2 separate regions of the Anser cygnoides genome follow, and region 1 is linked to region 2. Evidence: chromatin contacts called from public Hi-C data. All regions are on one chromosome and are shown on one strand. Each heading gives the region's core, a stretch centred on a gene start, on an enhancer-like site or on the middle of the called end of the contact. The rest is flanking DNA. Distances are from core to core; before and after follow the strand shown. Region 1 overlaps PPP2R5C (protein phosphatase 2 regulatory subunit B'gamma). Region 2 holds the start of PPP2R5C (protein phosphatase 2 regulatory subunit B'gamma).

Region 1 (3,457 bases), core at 675-3,174, 34 kb before region 2:
TTTCAGCGTCTCCAAGCAGAGATTTCACAGCCCCTTTTGGAATCTTGTTCCCATGTTTAAACACTTTCACAGTGAATTTTTTTTTTCTCCTTGCATTCAGTTGCAATTTCTTGCATTGCAGCTTGTATCAGTCATCTCTCTTCAGGCACCGTGCATCTCTGAGAAGCGTCTGGCTCTGTTCTCCATACCCTCCCGTCAGCCGAAGAAAACATCTCTTCTCAGCCTTTCCTTCCTTGGGCCAGCAAACCCAGTTCTCAGCCTCCTTTTGTGCATCGTCAGATTAATGGCTGCTGCTCTGCATGCTGAATTTGGTCTGCATTACTGCTGAAGCGTGAGCTTTGGCCTTCACTTCCATTTAATTAATTACAAAATTGATTTTTTTTAGCTCAGAAAAAAATCCTGTGAAGTAAAAGCCTTTGTGATTTTCAGCAAGTACTATTAAACAGAAATATCTACAAGTCAATTATTTTTCAAGAAAAAGAAACATGCTGGGTTCTTTGGGTTCTTTATAAAATGAAAGCACTGAGTGAACTTTTCTCCTTTAAGGAAAATCACGTACTTCAGGTTTAAATGCATCATGTAGCTCACTTAAAAGCTGCTCCCTCTGTTTACTCATTGTCAAAGGGACTTGACCTTTCATAATCAACTATGAAAATACAAAGTGGAAATGCAGCTTACAATAGCTGGAGAGCACTTGGTTTCTTTAAGAACCTGGCATTAGTTTATGATGATTTGATCTGGAGCTGAAAGGTTATCTAAGGCGGCCCAAGCTCAGAGAAACCAGCATCACGAGGTGCTTGATGCTGTGTTGGTACCCAACCCAACAGAACCATCAGCTTTTACCAAGCTTTTCTAAGAATGTAAATTTCTATCCATATCCTCAGATAAATACATCACAAGAATGTTACCGCTGCCATTTTTAGTCATACCCTGTAGAAGAGCACTATGTGGAGATGGAATATGAACTACCTTCCATGGTCCCTTGCTCAGGATTACAGGGAGCACATGAAAAGAACAGGCAGAGTTAACATTACCTACATCTTCAAACAACCAACCCCACAAACTTTCACAAAATCCAAATTAAGTTAAATAATTACAAAGTTGAGTATCAAAAAATTTTACTGCTCTGGAAGGCAGAGGACAACAGACAATGAGGTATTTGAAACAGGTCACAGCCTACAGGAAGCACTGGTGGGAGCTGACACAGGATCAGGGCGTTCTCATCCTCCCTCCCACACAACTTTCACCACGTCTTGCAAAGTATCTTGAAAATCGTTTTGGAAAAGCGTGAACAGACAATATTACCAATTCCACTAAGCAACTAGGCCGCTAAACTAACTTCTATACTCTGTTAATTCTGGCAATGCAGACCAGAGCAGAGTTCTACCAATATTTTGTTCAAATTTCTGAATATCTGTGTCTTGACTACATGAAAACACTGTTTTTCAGGCTAACAGCAGTCAACTGCACTTCTAATGAAAAGCGTACCCCCCCAAAGGAATAGACATTTATAATCTGCCTACACAAAGAATCAAGATCATTTTCTAACTGCACTCTGTCCTACAGCTACAGCTTCCTGCAAGACAACTCACCACAGTAAACACAAACTGGTAACTGAAGCCTAGTGACAAATGTTAACAGTTTGTTGTAATCTATGCTGCTTTTACAGCGCCTTTCTTTGCTTGAAGCACTGAGATGGAAATCAGAAGGTCCTGATTCCTTCCCCCAGGCCTCATCTCAGTTACTTGGATCAGGGCCCTGAGTGCACTCCAGTCACCCTAGGGGTTTCGCTGCCAGAAGGGCTCCATAAGGAGAGAGAAGCATCTTGAAAAACCATCCTGCTCTGCTTCCCTCTTTGCTGTAAAAATCTTACGTTTGCAATACTTAATAATTCTCTGCTGTCCTTACGTCACCTTCATAGCTAGTGACCTCCACACAAGGATCCTACAGGAACTCTCCATGCAGATACCCCACAACCAGTTGCTTTACCTTCTCCATCTTCGCTTGTTTCACAGCCAACTGCACACACACAAAGCCTCTACTGAGGACCACAAACCACAACAGCTATTTCGTAGCCATAACAGCTGCTCAAATTGAAACCGATTCTCTTTAAGCTTGCAAGGTAAGCTTTCAGTTCACTGCAGTCACTAAAGCCAAGCGGCTGAGCCGACCATTATGTGCTCTGTACTCTAGGACGATCGATGCAGCAGCATGACTTGGGCCCCCTGGAAAGCCTGGTGTGGGTGGAATGACCAAGGGCTCACTACCCCAGTAGCCAAACATTCTTCCTGAGCCAGCGCTGTCAGCACAAGCAGATAACACACAGTAATGGCTGCATGCCACTTGCCTTTGCCGTGGACTGGGCTCTTCTGATGCTTGGTGTTTTCCAGCAATGGGTCCAGAGTCATCTTCCGCGGACCCGATTTCTACACATTGGTCTTGGACAACTGCCACCAGTCTATAATTGTGACAAAGGGCAGAGTCTCACTGTATTCAAACCAGAAAAGGAGAGCCGATCTAGTGACAGTGATCAGGGCCAGCCAACAGTCCAGTGGTTGTGGAACATGTCCGCAGTGAAGAGGCAGGTCAAGCCAGGTGGTCAACACATCAGGACCCCGAAAGGCAAGGCACACCACCCAAGATATGGCTGCAGCCTGGATGAGGCAGTGACCAAAGCCAAGGGCCTGAGCCTGAAAACAGCTCCTGAGTGAGGGGGGGAACCCCAACAAGACTTCTCACGGCTCTCTCCATGACAGCCTGACTCAAGAGCTGATTTTGAGCACCAGCTGGGGTATTCAGGGCCCTGACACCTCCTATCCTACAAATCCCCATTGTTCCTCCAGAGACAGCAACAGTAGACAATAAGATGTTGACACCCTTATTTCCTATTCACAAGGCTCTAAACATGACTTTTTAAAAACACCTGCATCTATTTTCCCAACTGTGGTGCTTTGGCAAAGCTACAAGTAACCCAGACAATAAAGCTGTCTGCAGTTCAGAAGGGGGAGGAAGAAGAAGAGCAAGCTTCCACCTCTTGCCAGACCAGACTTCTTTTTAATTCTGCAAACTTTACATATTCCATGTGATCCAGGTATAGAAAGTGTATTAGAATTAATTTTAAAAGCAAGATTGCAATTTTTATTTTCAAGTAATTCCTGATAGTCTGCTCTACAAAAATACCCCCTCCTTTTTCCCCACTCACCCCAAATAACATTAAGGCCAAACAGAGTATTTTACCCTCTAATATATAATGGTAAAACAAGATACACAATCTCAAACTTTTACTTTAAACACCATATGAAATTTGTTCTAAAGCAGATTTACCTTTTAGTGGAGAAGATACTACCAGCCTTTTTTTTTTTTTTAAGTTAAAATTCTAGCATTTGCAGCTACGAAGAGAAGCACTTCTACTAGAAAATTCAACCCATGCTTCAACAGATGATGTAAAAGGACAACT
Region 2 (3,008 bases), core at 275-2,774:
TCAAGAAATTAGTATTTTAGATGCCTGCTGAGAATATTAAAATTGATAGGAGAAAAATGATACCGTTTTACTGGAAGACCTTAATACTGAACTATCAGTCTCTAGAAAGTTGCTTTAAACATTTTCCATCTTCAGGACAGCTTTGGAATTGTACTAATGCCTCAAAACTCACCCATACAGTATATAGAGCTAAGCTTTCATACAGGTAAGAATGCAAGCGACTTGAACCATGTCTAAAAATTTGGCCTTGCTGCCTGGCTTTTGGCCTCAGGAGCATTTACACTTAGTTTAGCTTTGAAACAAGCATCATCGCAGGACGCACTGCACATGTCATTATCTCGCCTGCTCCTGGTGTTCTACGCACTAGAAAGTCCAGTTTTAGGAGCAGGCCCACAACTCTGGTATCTCCCTCGCAGCACTGTACTTGGATCTTTCACCCACCGCCTATTTGTGAGATTCGCTAATTCTAAGAAAAGCGATGAGAAGTTTGAACATTTTGGGTCACAGGTGGCTAGGATATCATGAAAAACATTAAAAATGAAACCAAAAGAACACAAATCACAACACCCATCTAATTTCAAAGCAATGTTGAAAAACTGGAAGGCGGGCAGAAGCCAACCAAACAGAGAAGGTCCAGCAGGACAGCGGCTGGATGTGCCAGTCTACTTCGCTGTTCCCAGTTCCCCTCATTCCCTAATAGCTAATTACCTGCCACACAAATAAAGCGCAACACGTGAAGCTGAGCGGGTTGGATTTGGAACTTTTCCTCCAACTTGTGCGTGAGCCCCCTTGGGCGGCTGACACCCAGACCTGCCTGGCAGCAGGAGGAGGAGAGGGACAGGGAGAGGAGATGGGTAGGAGGAGAGGGGCAGCTCCGAGTACCCCCCGGTGCTCACAGAGCTCTGAGGGCGACCCCCGGGCGCACCCCCCGCCCTCCCCCTCCCTCCTCTCCCCCCCTTCCCCTCCCCATCCCCTCCCTCCCCGCACACCCCTCCCTCCCCCGCCGCCCTCCCCCAGCCCCTCCGGGCCGGCTCCCCCCGGGCCGAGGCTGCTCGGGGACCCCCCCCAACCCTCCTCTAACCCCCCCCACCCCCCAGGCTAGGCCCCGCGGGGGGCCGCCCCCTCCTCAGCGCCCGGCCGGAGGCAGGGGAGCGGCGGGGCGAGGCGGGGGGCGAGGCGGGGGGCGAGGCGGGGGCGCCCCCCTCCCAGCTCCCCCCCTCCCCATGGCGGCACAGGGCTCCCCGCCTTCCTCCTCCTCCTCCTCCTCCTCCCCCTCCTCCCCCCCCCCCCCGCAGGGCCTGCCCCCTGCCTCCCACTCACTTTCTCCTTCTTGTTTTTATTCGGCATGGCCGCCCCGCGGCCGGCCAGGCGCAAAGCCCCCGCTCGGCCCCGTTCCTCCTCCTCTTCTTCCTCCTCCTCCTCCTCCTCCTCCGCCGCCGCCGCTGCCCCCCCCCAGGCTCCGGCCCCGGCTCCGGCTCCAGCGGCGGCGGCCTCAGCCCCTCCCCCCGCCCCCTTCCTCCCTCCTCCGCCGCCCCCCGCCCGCGGAGAGCGGGGCCGCTGCCCGCCCATTGGCTGTCTGCGTCACGTGAGCGGCGCCTCCAGTGGCGTCACCTCGGAGGCGGGGCTTACCGCCTCCCTTCTCTTCCCCCCTCCCCTCCTGTCACGCTTCGGCGGCGGCCGCTGACAGGGCCCGGGCGCGCGGCGAGGGGCTCGGGGCTCTCCCGGCTCCGCCCCGGCTGTGGGGAGGGCCCCGCGCCCCCAGCCCCGCCTCGGGGTGGGCACCGAAGGCTGGGCTGTGCCGCCTCAGCCCCGCTGCTACGTGGGTGTCGCCCTCCGAAGCCAGTCCTTCGCTGAGGGGCAGCGGCTCCGGGGTCGGGCGGGGTGCGGGAGCAGCCAGTGTGTGGGGAAGAAAAAAATAAAAAAATAAAAACAAAACTAAATAAAAACCTTTGGCCGCGTGCCCCTCATACAAGTGTTGTGGTCGTCATTAACTGGGGGACTTCACTGCCTGCCTGCAGTACGTGGATAAGGAAGAAGCGAACTTTGCGTAGTTCCAGCCTGGTTTTTGTAGATGGCATCTTTCAAAGTCAGAATGCAAAAGTCAACAATATTCTTCGACAAAAGAAGAAAGGTGTATATGCTTCTACTGGAAAAGTTACAAATTGTGTTTGTCACGTGGCCTGACTAAGCTCCAAACTACCATTAGCTGAGGAAAAATGACATATTAATCCTAATAATAATGCCAAGATATAAAACATTTAAAATTTAGATTGGGCACGCTTATTAAATACTAATTGTGTTGTGCTGATAAAGGATAGAAAAATTACAGCCTAACAAACACCAGCATGAAAGAGAAATTGATCTCCTTCCTTACTCAGCCTGCGAGTATCAAAGGCAGCACTAGCTAGCAGCCGTGCTCTCGTTTTTAGGAACTGGGATTTCTAATAAGTACTCATATCTGATGTGATGGTATCTAACATCAGTTTATATCCACTATATTTGAACACTTTGCTGTGGTAAAAGAACAAAGAAATTTCCCATTTTTGAGGCACTACAAGGAATACTACTGAGTAGGGAGAGTTGCTTCCTCTTGCTTCAGGCCCCTTCCTTCCCTGCTTCTTAAGTGCTAGAAAACAAATTATGTCTGCCTCTTATCCTTTCCCTAATCTTCTCTGGTCTGAGGATTTAGAATTGAGGTGCTGTTATCACTGTTGTGCTTCTGTTACGAACCAGTCACAAAGAAATTACTACTACTAAGTAGGACTTCTGACCAACAAAACAACATGGATTTTGGACATAGATAGTAAGAAAAAGAAATCTACTTCCATCTGTAGTCTGCAGTTTGATGAGTGTATGAAAGGGTTTGTACAGCTGAGGATAAACTCCAGAGCTTCCAATTCTTTGTTAAGTTCCAGTTTCACAGAAGCTTAAACTACTCTTAATTCCCAGCTGCCGTATTCCTCTCTCACTCTTCTGCACTGATGCTGGAACTGTGCAGCCCCTTAAAC

Evidence for each region. Hi-C and Micro-C count contacts between places; a contact is called where the count stands out from the background.
Region 1: a contact with region 2 is called in a Hi-C map of liver, with 1.7 times the contacts expected there. The contact joins the enhancer-like site here to the promoter of PPP2R5C in region 2. A contact is called at or near these places in 2 of 7 Hi-C or Micro-C datasets (both in liver).

The regions. Positions count from the first base shown.
Region 1 is chr5:55,210,503-55,213,959 of Taihu_goose_T2T_genome, reverse strand. All of the region lies in intron 3 of PPP2R5C (protein phosphatase 2 regulatory subunit B'gamma), which reads right to left. Among named protein-coding and RNA genes, the nearest start is that of PPP2R5C, 34 kb to the right of the region's middle. Within about 2 kb of position 1,924, at least 2 of the 3 cell types and tissues checked have open chromatin away from gene starts, as enhancers often do. A contact at or near this core is called in liver, where this site is marked.
Region 2 is chr5:55,176,388-55,179,395 of Taihu_goose_T2T_genome, reverse strand. PPP2R5C (protein phosphatase 2 regulatory subunit B'gamma) reads right to left here and starts at 1,524. Exons shown (of 15, transcript XM_066998347.1): 1 at 1,321-1,524. The coding sequence starts at 1,347.